Regions from separate parts of the Sus scrofa genome. Here region 1 is linked to region 2. Evidence: chromatin contacts called from public HiChIP or PLAC-seq data. All regions are on one chromosome and are shown on one strand. Each heading gives the region's core, a stretch centred on a gene start, on an enhancer-like site or on the middle of the called end of the contact. The rest is flanking DNA. Distances are from core to core; before and after follow the strand shown.

Region 1 (6,923 bases), core at 113-2,612, 280 kb before region 2:
CATAGGAAACGAATCCGACTAGGAACCATGAGGTTGCTGGTTCGATCTCTGGGCTCACTCAGTGGGTTAAGGATCTGGCATTGCCATGAGCTGTGGTGTAGGTCACAGATGCAGCTAGGATCCTGCGTTGCTGTGGCTGTAGTGTAGGCTGACAGCTGAAGCTCTGATTCAACCCCTAGCCTGGGCACCTCCATATGCCGTGGGAGCAGCCCTAAAAGGAAAAAAAAAAAAAAAATTGGCTGTTATATGCAGAATGATCTATAAAAACACTACTCACATGTTGGAGTTTGTTTTTCTATTGGTGGTTTGGGGCTTTGACAAACTCTATATTCCCCCATCCTAATGCCTGGTAGAAAGCAGTTGGATCCATAATTGGTCTCATTAAAGTGAATTATTGATACTAGTCAGATTAAAATATTTGTTGAAATACACCAAAGATTAATATTTAAAATCATCTGCCTCTTCGATGCTCTGATTAATGAGATCTGCCATTTCTTTGTACCCTAGTGGGCATATTCTTCTAAACAGAAGGCTTATGGGGTCAGAGTTCCTTCTCTGGTGCTGGATTTCTACTACAAGTGAGAAAAAACATGAGGACTGCACTTCATTTTGGCAGCAGAAGTGATGGGACCAGGGTAGCCCAGTCCCCCGTGTGACTAGGAGGAAGGGTCAATGTGCTAGAATTTGCTTCTCTTCGACAGATCAGTTGGCCAGCACATAGGCTGAGAATAAAGAGATAAATCTAGAAGCTTCTACTCAACGTCCTCTGCCTTGGCTCACGCAGTCCCACATCCCTTACAAAGCCATCCCTTACATATGAGGGATCCCTGAGTGTTTTTCTCAGAGCACATTTATATTTGAGGTTAAGAACAAAGATGCTTGCTGTGGCATCTTGAATTGTCCAGTGCACCACACGGACCGGTTCTTCTAGACATGCTCATAGACGTGGGATGGGAGAGTCCACCAGGAAACTTTGAGACAGGGCCACATGCGATGACTGTTTGTAAATTCCTCGAATTTTGAGGTTGAGAAAGTGGACTCACAGAGCAATCACTCCTTTAGCGGAGGGTGAAGGGGCATTTGTGAGAATACATTGTGAAAGGAAAGGAGAACTCTAGAATGTGGAGAAACCTTGGTCTTGTGTAAGCATTGCCCTTTCGGATTTTTAAGTGTACCAGTAGGGGTCTGTATGCCAGAACCTAGATCTGTCCCATAGTCCCGCCTGAGTGTCACCACATTCTCCCATCAAGTGTCAAAGGACACAACCTCCCGGAGCTGGAAGCCTGTCCAGGTCGGCCATGGCCACGTTCCCTCCTCGCATTTGCGTTTTGGAGTTTGGAGAGAGTTCTCCCCCAATGAACTTACTCCTCTCTGTCACTCTGGAAGTGACCAGATCATCACGCCCACTTTCCAGATAAGAAGACCAGCCATAGCCTGCCTGCACAAGAAGGAAAAAGCCCATTTGCAGTTATGAAATAATATTTAAACTACTTAGGGATAAACGGAGTGAAGAAATTTCCTGTCACATTTATGCTTTTGGAAAACAGCATTTCCAGAGAGTAAGCAGAACCAAAACCAAGTATTAATTGCCTAATAACCATGGTTTTAACTGGATGGAATTTTATGAGATGCCCCAAATGGGCATGCCATGTTTCTAGGAGAAATGACTGAAAATTTGTCATTTTGATTTGTTTTTCTCAATAGATTCTAGTCCTTTCATTAATCTTTATTAATGGGATGGGTAGGAGATGGAAAGCAAGGCCAAAAGGATGCTTAAATTCTTCAGAATTAGAGAAATGTGACATGTAAATAGACATTCCCTCAACACCCACCCCAACTCCTACCATAGTCTGTCTTGTTTAGGGAATAAACTCATTTTTCTCCATTAAGCCGGCTCTATCGAAAATGTCAGCATGGAATTGGAGCTACTGTAGGCAAGTCTGCATTGTAAGTGCCTGCAAATAAATTGTTCTGATCTGAGACACTTCTTCTTGGAATAGAATGAAGAGGCTGTGTGGTTGCTTGGCACCAGTGTGGGTACAGGCTCGTGGCATGGACTTCCCCAGAACTCCAGAATAGCCCAAGTACTTTGCCACCAGCTCATTTTAAAGAGGAGGAAATGGGGGTTGAGAGGGTAAAAGGCTTTAACTGGCCATGGCAGCTCCAACTGTGGCATAGGGTAGGGTAGGGCGTGTGTGTGTGTGTGTGTGTGTGCGTGTGTGTTTTGAGGGGAAAGGGCAGGGACAGAAAAATTTTCTTTGGGAGGCAAAACGTAGGTTGTCTCAAATGGCCAGCAGAACTCACGTGGATGGAACAGAGTAAGGGGTTGGGTGGAACAGAGTGAGGGGTGGTACAGTTACTAAAAGAGAATAGTTGCCAAGTGTGAGAAGTCTGGGTGTTGAAGGGATTACAAGGAGTTCAGCTGGTCTGTGGATGTGGGTGGAGGTGGCAAGAGAGAAGGGCAGGAGCCAGCTCAAAGACCTCACATCCATTCTGCCTGCCCCTACCTGCCCTGTGGTGGCTGCTGGGTCCCCAAGAATGTGGGCAGACCCCACCAGCGCCCAGCCTTGGGATCTCACCCACTCTCTGGGGTCAGCCGCCTCCTGTGCATCAACACCCCTCAGGTTTCTAGCTCCATCTAGACCAAGTCCCCCGCATGGGGCCACCACCCATCACTCCATCCTCCCTCCCATGAATGGAAGGACATGCTACCGACGTCTAGGGGGAGGCGTTGGGGAGACAGGCAGTGAGAGAAGGACTGGAGAGTCCTACCCTTTGAGGGAGTCGTGACAGGCCCTGGACACTGCTTCTTCCTTTCAATGTTTTATTTATCCACAGTCCCAGAAGGATGGACGCCAAAGGGACCCCATGAGCTCCAGGCTGGCATGGCTGACCTGGGGAGGGAGGTTGAAGTTTGTGGGCTTCCTTTCCAGGGCCTGTGTCCTGCTCCTGCCCAGTGCTGCCATACGGCCCTCCACTGTGACCCCAGGGCCAGCAGGATAGTCACACCAGGCCGGGGCATTGGCATTTGGTGTCATTTGGGTTGGGCAGCTGGTGAAAGATACAAGGAGTTCTCTAGAGCTGAGGCCCTCCTTTATAGAAGAGGGCTTCAGAAATGGGCCTGTCATGCTGACTTCAGGAAGAGCAACACCGTTTTTGCTTGCTGTCTTCAATAATTTGATAGTTTTGAAGAAGGGTGTTTGATTGCTTTGGGAAAAACAGTTACAGAAAGACTGTAATTGCGCTGGTTCCATCCATGGCTGGAGTTGGCTAGTCTGGCTCATGAGAGCAAAAGGAGCATTTATTTCACTCCTCATCTCATGACCCATGAGGTCAACTGGGTAGCTTGAAGTCAGCCATGGAGAGTGGCAAATACTTCCAGTCACCCCTCGTCTCATCTCATGTCCACACAAAGCCACCACTCAGAGCAGAAAACTTCTTTTTACAAATGAAGTACAGAATTCTAGTACTTCGGGATGGCCTGAAAAAGTGAGAAATAGCACACCTTTAACAAGCACTTGTTGGAGTTCCTGTGGTGGCTCAGCAGAAACCAATCTGACTAGCATCCATGAGGACGCAGGTTCGATCCCTGACCTTGCTCAGTGGGTTTAAGGAGCCCGCGTTGCTGTGGTGTAGGCCTCTAGCTACAGCTCCAATTCCACCCTTAGCCTGGGGACTTCCATGTGCGGGTGCGGCCCTAAAAAGACAAAAACAAGCAAACAGACACATGTCTGGCAACCTTCAAACAAACAGACATCATTTTTAAAATGTTTTTATTTTTTTGCTCCAGAACGGGGCTTCTTTTCAGAGTACAATAACAGGAGACCTGAATTTGGAATCAGAAGGCATAGGTTTAAGTCAGAGCCTCATCACTGATAGGTACATGTGCTCTTGGGTTAGTCTTTGAGCCTTAATTTCTACATCTCTAAAATGAGGTTGACAAACCACTTCCCACCATCTTCGTAAGGAGTGAACAAAATAACAAACATTAAATATAGGGTTTTTGGCAAGTAGCCATTCATAAATGAATAAATGGACTAGAAAATGTGGGAACTATCTTGTCAACCAAATGAAGAGGTCCCCTCTTCCTTTAAGGGGAATTCCCTCCCTCCTACTGGATTTAACATTGCTCTGGGGGTCCCTGGGCATTTTCATCTGCACGAACCCACAGTGATCCCAGCCCGCTGGGCAGGAGAACTGCAAGGGCAGGTCAGGGAGTCTTCACTGCCTTCCTTTGCCCTCTTTGCTGGTGGTGCTGGCGATGACTCCCTCAGGTTTCCAAGTGTGTGAGGAAGAGCGGAATGTCACCCCACCCCCAGCAAGTGGGCCACTTTGGCATATTGGTTCTTTTGAATCACAGCCACTTCAGAAACAGCTTGAGGGAGTTCCCATCATGGCTCAGTGGTAACAAATCCGACTAGTATCCATCAGGACGTGGGTTGGATCCCTGGCCTCGCTCTGTGGGTTAGGGATCCAGTGTTGCCAAGAGCTGTGGTGTAGGTTGCAGATGAGGCCCAGATCCCACGTTGTTGCTGTGGCTGTGGCTAGGCCAGCAGCTGCAGCTCCAATTCCACCCCTGGCCTGGGAACTTCCATATGCCTCGAGTGCAGCCCTAAAAAAATAATAATAATAATTAAAAATTAAAACCAGCTTGGACAAGGACACTCTGCTCCTCCTTTGTCCTCCTGAAAGCAGGAAGTAAGCCTCCCCTGTGAAGGGGACCTGCCTTGTACCAGGAGGTAGCACATCCTCATCACCAGAGACAGGGAATTTAGGGCAGAGAAGGCTGTATAAACCCACCTTATTAATTCACACATTTCCTGTCCCAAGCCCAAACCCCTTTGTCTTGTCAATTCTTTACATATGTATTGTTTCTTTGTCTAAATGGTATCAAAGCCGCCTGCCTTGGTCACTTCTTTGAGTTTCATATTTTTATGGACTCCCATATGCATGTGAAGTTACATTTTTCCCCTGTTACTCTGTTTTATGTTGATGTAATTATCAGACCAGCCAAAGCACCTAGAAGGGAAGAGTTTGTAAGAAACAGATCTTAATAACTGTGCCATGCACAGCTTTCTTTCTCTAAGATCTCTGGAGGAAAAAAAAAAAAAAATGTCTGTTGCTGAGAGTCTTAAAAGAATGAGTCCTAGGAGAAGGTGCAGTGTTCTGGTTACTATTGTAACAAATTACTCCAACACTTAGTGGCTTAAAATAGCTGTTTTTGTGTACTTTCAGATTCTGTGGGTTGGGAACTTGGAAAGGGAGCAGGTTTGACTCTTTCCCCCAGTATCTGAACCCTCGGTTGGGAAAACCGAAAGACTGGAGGTGACTCAGCAGCGAGGGATTGGAATCAGCTGGAAGCGTCTTTACTCACACATCTGGCTGTCGGTAAGGACCCGGGGTGGTGCTGTGGGCCCGAGACTCTGCACGTGTCCTCTCCTTGTGACCTGGGCTTCCCCACAGCATGGCAGCCTCGGGTTTCTAAATATCAGCTCAGGACTCCAGAGGCAGATGTCCCAGCTTCAAACGCTCAAAGGTCCCAGCTCACTTCTCAGCCCTGATCTTTTATGATCTGGCCTCAGAAGTCATGCAGCATCACTTCTGCAGATTTCTGCTCTTTCCGAGCAAGGAAGGAGCCCTGCCCACATTCAAGGGGAGGAGAATGAGACTCCACCTTTGGATCCGAAAGTGACAAGGTTCTAGAAAAGAGTGTGGAATGGGAGTTGCCACCACTGTTGGAAAATATGATCAGTCCCAGGTAGCAATGGCTGTTTCTCCCGCAAGGCCTTCGCCTGCCCGTCTGTAGAATGTGGTAGCTACAGCTTGGATGCCTGCCCTTGGCCTTTCCAAGGGTCTGCTCCTCTCCAAGCCCAAGGCTGGGTCAGGTTCATCATTTCTTCATGATGTTCCCATTAAAAGGATTTTGCAAGCAGCTTGAGGGCCAAATCCATGACTTGTTCATCTGGAATCTCCCATCCACATGCTGCTTCTGGCACAGAACAAAGCCTGAAAATGTTTATTGAAGTGCGGTTATTAGGTTATTCAAATCTTATAGAATATAATAATTTTAATGAATGTTCATATAGGGCTTCTTAGGTGCCAGGTACTGCTCTAAGTGTTTTAGAGACGGTGACTCATTTAACCCTCTGAGGAGCTTTCGGGGGAGGGACCGGTATTATCCCAGTTTTACAGAGAAGGAAAACGATGTACAGGCAGGTTTAATGACTTGCCCAAGATCACTCAGCTCCCAAGAGGCCAGGCCAAGGTCTGAGCCCAGGAGCCTGGCTCCTAGAGCCTATATTCCCAGCCACTATGCTACACTGCCTCCTGGGGTGTGGTGCTCTGTCAAGTAAATGGGCTGTCGGGGGTCCAGCGGCGATTCTGCCACGTCCTTGAGTGCACGCAGCTTCCTGCCCCTTTCCCAGCATCCAAGCCTTCACCAGTAACACAGGGGCACTGGGCTAGATTTTTGGGGGCCTCCCAGGCCTTCTGTGTAGGCTCTGTCTTTATAGCTGGGCTAAGCCAAACGTTGACCCTTTTATGACACAAGCTTTTATGGCCCTCTGCAAAGAGCTTAATGAGGACTTTCAAAGGTTATTGAGGACCCAATGTCCTGGGCCTAACTAAAATCTGTACACCAGACTGCAGCATTCATCTCAAGTCATTTGCCCCAGAAACACAGGCGGAGTGGTGTCTGCTGCCAGAGGTGGTGGCAGCCTGAGCTGTGACAGTGAGCAGGAGATACCAGAGGGCCTGCCCAGCACAGCCCAGAACCAGGAATTGCTAGGGAACGGGGAGGCGAGGGTGATGCGAGAGCGCTGTGAGCCAGCATCGCCCCGGGATCTGGCTTTGAGGAAGGATCCTCATCCTGTGGTCCTGGCCAGCTAGAGACCATTTTCTGGGACCGCTCAGATCTCTGCAAG
Region 2 (6,337 bases), core at 2,154-4,653:
AACTCCAGGCAACGTCTTGGGGTTTTTGAAATTTATTTTTTTCTTTACTGAAATACACATGACGTGCAGTATTAGATCAGTTTCAGTTGTACTACATCGTGATTCAACATCTGCATACATTATGAAATGATCACCACAATTGGTCTAGTAACCATCTGTCCCCATACAAAGTTGTTACAGTGTTATTGACCATATTCCTTATGCTGTATATTACATCCTTGTGGCTTATTTATCTTATAACTAGAGGTTTGTCCCTGTTAATCTCCTTCACCTATTTCCCCCAACACTCCCTCCCTCTTCTCTGTATCTGTGAGTCTTTTCATTTTGCTTTGTTTGTGTTTTAGGTTTCACATAGGCAATGTCTTGCTTGTCTCTGAGCACTGAGTCCCTAGCCTAGAGTATTAAATAACTTCTGGGAGTTCCCTGGTGGTGCAGTAGATTAAGGAGCTAGTGTTGTCACTGCAGTGCCTTGGGTTGTTGCTATGGTGCAGGTTTGATCCCCAGCTCAGTAACTTTGGCATGCTACAGGTATGGCTGAAAAATAAAATAAAATAAAATAAAATAAAATTCAAAAAATTAATAACTTATAAACACCATTGAGACCATACTAGGTTTAGAAATCTAAAGACATGCTGGTCTTAATCATTTATCAGGGATCACAGGCCACAAGGAGACTATGACTTTCCTCTCCCCATTGTGCTCGTCCTTCTCCCCGACAAGGCCAGCTCCCCTATTACAACTTTCCTGACCTGTGCCTCCTCTTTCATAGAGTGTTTACAGTTTGCAATCATTTTTTTATGCTATTATTTTTTGAGATTATGTAATTAATGTCTTCTCCTGGCAACAGACTGTAAGTTCCCTGTGGGTAGGCTCACATCTACCTTTGTTCGCCTTTCAATCAATGTGGCCAGCACTGAGCCAGGCACATAGCTGATGCTCCCTAAATAGCCATACGACTGAATGAAATTTTTTCCCTACACACACACACACACACACACCACACACACACACACACACACACACGCATGCACACGGGCTTCTAGCACCTACATTGTTGTATAGATCACCGATTAGGCAGATGGTTGACACAGAGACCAGTGTAAACTCTCCTGTTTGTTTTTCAAGCAGATTATAGCGGAAACACGAGGCTTGCCAACTAGAAGGGAGAAATTCAAAATGGTAAACGGAGCATTCCCGCTCACAGGGCTCAATGAGGGCTTCACAAACAACACAGAGCCAAAATAAATGTGTTAAAAGTATACTCCAGCAAAAGAGTATTGACCGTGTCCTTTCAAGAATTTTCCCAGACATCAAGAAGAAAAACTGTAAGAGCTGGACTTTGAAAAGGGCTTAGGCAACCAGGGAATATATTATCTATGCTGACAGCTTCTCAGAACTGAGAGGACACTGGACCCACAGAAAGGAAGAAAGAATTGGTGTCCCATTAAAACGAAGCAGAGCCACTCAGGAACTGCTTTTGTCCAGCCAGACAACAATTTTTTTTTTTTTTAAAGATTAAAGCTGCTTGGAGTTTCCTGTTGTAGTGCAGTGGAAACGATTCCGACTAGGAAACATGAGGTTGCGGGTTCAATCCCTGGCCTTGCTCAGTGGGTTAAGGATCCAGCATTGCTGTGAGCTGTGGTGTAGGTCTCAGACAAGTCTTGGATCCTGAGTTGCTGTGGCTGTGGCTGTGGCATAGGCCACCAGCTACAGCTCTGATTAGACCCCTAGCCTGGGAAACTCCACATGCCGTGGACGTGGCCCTATAAAGGCAAAAGACAAAAGACAAAAAAAAAAAAAAAAAAAAGAAAAGAAAAAGATCAAAGCTACTTTATGAGCTCAAATTTCAGCAGAGTTGCAGGGAGCATTAAGAGGAAATGTCTTAGCTTCGAGAGCTAGCAGATTTGTTGCTTTTTTTCTTTCTTACATGAAAATATCTAGGTTGAGAATATCAGACAAAGTGAAGAACGGACCCAACTGACTAATCCTGATAATTTTTTTCTTCTTTTCACAACCACACCTACAGCACATGGAAGTTCCCAGGCTAGGGGTCACTTTGGAGCTGCAGCTGCTGGCCTTCGCCACAGCCACAGCAACACAGGATCCGAGCCATATCTTTGACCTTTGCTGCATCTTGTGGCAATGCTGGATCCTTAACCCACTGAGTGAGGCCAGGGATTGAACCCGCATTCTCATGGACACTAATCGGTTCTTAACCTGCTGAGCCACAATGGGAACTCCAATCCTGATACTTTGAAGTTGCAAGGGACCTGCTCCACTCCATCCTTCATGTTATAGCTGAAGTGCCCAACGTGAAGGCAGAGCCAGTGACTAACCCATCTCTGTGTGTGCATCCCCGGGCACGGACTAGAGACCAGGTCTTCCAGCTTTGTAGTCAGGGCTCTTAGCCCTGGCCTCCCTGCTCTGGGGCTTCATGAGACCAAACACCAAGCACCCACCTGCCCCCGGTCAGCGTGCCAAACAAAGGTGATTGGCTACAAGCTTTGCTTTCAGATCAGCCAGTTTAGGGCCATGTTTTAGCTCATCTGTGGTTTTATTGCAGTGGTTTTTCTATTTTGTGGGCATCCATGAGGCATGTGCACACAGTGCCACCTTGGAAAACTAATAATGAGTCTCTTGGTACTAAATTTTAAATATATCTACTGGTTTGAGGCAACCCTAATTAGGTCCCAGTTGTCTGGAATGTTCCTTGAAGACAGGCACCATTTCGGGGCAGGGGGAATGTCCAAGGCTTGCAGAAGTTCCCAGGCCAGGGATCAAACCTGGGCCCCAAAGTGACCAAAGCCACTGCAGTTAAAGCCACTGCAGTTACAATGCCGGCTCCTCAACCTGCTGAGACACCAGGGAACTCCATGAAACCATTTTTTTTACTTAGCATAGCCCCAATACCAAGGCTGGCCATCTGGCTCACAGTGGGATAGCAAAGTGAGAGACTGTCTGAAAACTGCACAGAATCTAAATCTGAGGTCCTAAAGACCAGTGTTAGACTCCTTGGCCAGAAGCTAACAAAGATGCTTAACCTCTGTGAACCTCAATCTTCTCATCTGTAAATTAACACAAATTCCAGCTGCCTAAGAGAACTGCTACAGAGAAGGAAGATAATTTGTGTAGAGCATCAAGAACACAAGGTGCTTTAGTAAACCGAACAACGATGTTTTCTCACCACTGATGCAAGGAGGGATGAAATAAGGCAAATTTTAAAGTGGTTCTTTTCCGGAAGACAAGCAAGAAATAAAGAAAAGGAAACAACAATTGCAATTACCCAGCCCGTGCATGGTCAGAATTTCCTCCGCTATTTATTGTCAGAGCTGACAGCCCTGCTTTAAAGCCAGCCCTGCCTCGTCCCAACTTCTGCTTCACCTCCCACTGAAGTCATAACGCTGGGCTCACTTTCTGTCTATTGACACAGAGAGCCTGTGAGTCACAAATTCAACAGGATGACTTTGCTGCAGTGTGATTGACTGGAAAATGTTTCCTCATCTGAAAAAATTTTTTTCAAGCAAACGGAGATGCTTATTTTTGCAACGTGGAGCACAAGTTCTTTATTTATTTGACGTCGGTCTCTGTGACATTCCAGCTGGCCAAAGGAGGGCTCACGACATTCGTGATCTGCCTTAAGAAGTGACATATATTTTTCCCTCTCCTTCTCCCTTCCTGCCGTCTATTATATCTAAAGCAAACAGTCCCGGCGCAATGGTTCGATTGCACTTCGGTGTGGTGTTTACTTGACATTTACTCACGGGCCGTGCTGGACAGCTCAGTCATTCCAGAACGGGGCCCGGCCAAGCCCTGGGTTCCACTTGTGCTCAACCCTGAGCAACACAAAGTCCTGGGACAGATAGATGGTGACTTGAGATGTGCTTGTGCGCCTGGGTTTAACTCTTACACCTGAACTAGTGTATGGTCGGCGACGAGGTATCAGGATGTATTTAGTCATCTGAGAAAACATCTCCCTGATCCACGCAGGGCAGGTGGATCTTGCTAATACCACCCTCCCTTCCTTTAAAGAAGCACACACACTGCCTCCACATTCATTCTAAGACAGGGCTAGTCTAGTCCCTGGTGCTACGGCTCCTCAGGACTGGGCACAGATTGCTAATTTGATTAACTTCATCTTCTGTTAGTCCATTTCCTCTTCTGTATAATGGTCTTTTTTTTTTTTTGGCTGCACCTGTGGCATATGGAAGTTGCCCAGGCTAGGGGTCAAATGGGAGCTAAAGCTGCTGACCTACACCACAGCCACAGCAACACAGGGTCCGAGCCACATCTACAACCCACACCGCAGCTCACGGCAACACCGGATCCTTGACCCACTGAGCAAGGCCAGGGATAGAATCTATGTCTTCATGGATGCTAGTCAGGTTCATTACCACTGAGCCACGATGGGAACTCCAAGTATGGTGGAATGCATAATACCTACCCCACAGGGTGATTGAGGGCACAACACATGCAATGTACCTGGGACAGGTTGAAGTGCTTAGAATGAAACAAATGGAAAGTGTTAGTTCTCATCCCCTCCTGGCATCCATGCTTCTGGCTGTAGGAGGGAAAGGGCTCAGGGAAGGGTAAGTTATGGGGGTTCCTGTCAGTGCAGCTTGAAGTGGGGGAGGAGGCTGGGACTTGGCTAGGAGACAGGACCTGTGTTCACATGGTCCCAGCTCTGCCAGTGTGTGGCTGGGCAGTCACCTCTGTTCCCGAGGCTTTTGATTCCATACATGCAAAGTGGACATGCTAACACTGTCTGATTTCCACACCCTCCAAGTCTGGAATCAGTCCAAAGGGACTGTTGTAAAAGGTGGACTAGCTTCAAAGCTGATAAACTTAGATGTCAGTATTTAAAAGGAGTAGCAAAAGAATAAGATGCTAATGCTCACTGCTGGGCAGCAGGCAATATCTTCACACCTTGCTCATGGGAATGGAAACATTGATGGGAATGTAAATTGATGAAATGTAAATTTTTTGAGGAACAGTTTGATCATGGTTGATAATGTTAGCTTAGTAAAACAATTTCTATGAATCGAGCCTGGGGAAATAAATGTATATGTCTAAAGGTGCACATGGAAGTTTCAGAATCAAGAAAAACTGGAAACAATTTAAATGACCATCAGAGGAGGATTGATTAAATAGTAATATTAGGAAATACTATGACGTGTTTAAAAATATAAGGTATATCTGGAGTTCCCGTCGTGGTGCAGTGGTTAACGAATCCAACTAGGAACCATGAGGTTGCAGGTTGGTCTTGCTCAGTGGGTTAAGGATCTGGCGTTGCCATGAGCTGTGGTGTGGGTTGCAGACACAGCTCAGATCCCGCGTTGCTGTGGCTCTGGTGTAGGCCGGTGGTTACAGCTCTGATTCAACCCCTAGCCTGGGAACCTCCATATGCCGCTGGAGCGGCCCTAGAAAAGGAAAAAAAAAGACAAAAAAATAAATAAAAATTAAAAAATAAAAATATAAGGTATATCTATGCATTAGCACGTATAGCTATCTGTGGTAACTTGTTAAACGAAAATAAAAGCAAATTTAGAGTTCCCGTTGTGGCGCAATGGAAACTAATCTGAATAGTATCCATGAGGATACAAGTTTGATCCCTGGCCTCGTTCAGTGGGTTGAGGATCTGGCATTGCCGCAATCTGTGGTGTAGGTCACAGATGAGGCTCAGATTTGGCATGGCTGTGGCTGTGGCTGTGGCTGTGGCGGGCAACTACAACTCCCATTGGACCCCTAGCCTGGGGACCTCCATATGCCACAGGTGTGACCATAAGATAAAAAAGACCAAAAAAAAAAATTTATATATGCATTAAAAACCCTGAAAATTTGTAAACCAAACTGCTGATCATAGATATATCTGGATTGGTAGGATGTGGATTCCTTTTTCTTAAAACTACATTTATTGATTAATTTTTTAAGTAAGCAGGATTAGGTTTTGTTTTTTTGTTTTTATTTTTTGTCTTTTTGTCTTTTAGGGCTGCACCCAAGGCATATGGAGGTTCCTAGGCCAGGCGTCAAATCGGAGCTGTAGCTGCTGGCCTATGCCACAGACACAGCAACACAAGATCCAAGCCGAGTCTGTGACCTACACCACAGCTCACAGCAATGCCAGATCCTTAACCCAACTGAGCGAGGCCAGGGATCGAACCTGTGTCCTCATGGATGCTAGTCAGATTCGTTAACCGCTGAGCCATGACGGGAAGTCCAGCATTGGTTTTTGAAATCACAAAAAAAAATTACTTTTCAAAAATAAAATATAAAGTAAACAAACTCCCAGCATGAACCTGAAAAAAAAAATGGAATAAAAGGAGCAATTTTTTACTAAACG

Evidence for each region. HiChIP or PLAC-seq counts read pairs in DNA pulled down with a chosen protein or histone mark.
Region 1: a contact with region 2 is called in an H3K27ac HiChIP or PLAC-seq map of alveolar macrophages. The contact joins two enhancer-like sites. A contact is called at or near these places in 1 of 47 Hi-C or Micro-C datasets (fetal heart ventricle) and 1 of 2 datasets of contacts at active chromatin or transcription factors (alveolar macrophages).

Annotation. Positions count from the first base shown.
Region 1 is chr1:248,897,565-248,904,487 of Sscrofa11.1, reverse strand. No RefSeq gene overlaps it. Among named protein-coding and RNA genes, the nearest start is that of KLF4, 290 kb to the right of the region's middle. Within about 2 kb of position 1,362, at least 2 of the 83 cell types and tissues checked have an H3K27ac peak or open chromatin away from gene starts, as enhancers often do. A contact at or near this core is called in alveolar macrophages, where this site is marked.
Region 2 is chr1:248,620,562-248,626,898 of Sscrofa11.1, reverse strand. No RefSeq gene overlaps it. Among named protein-coding and RNA genes, the nearest start is that of KLF4, 14 kb to the right of the region's middle. Within about 2 kb of position 3,403, at least 7 of the 83 cell types and tissues checked have an H3K27ac peak or open chromatin away from gene starts, as enhancers often do. A contact at or near this core is called in alveolar macrophages, where this site is marked.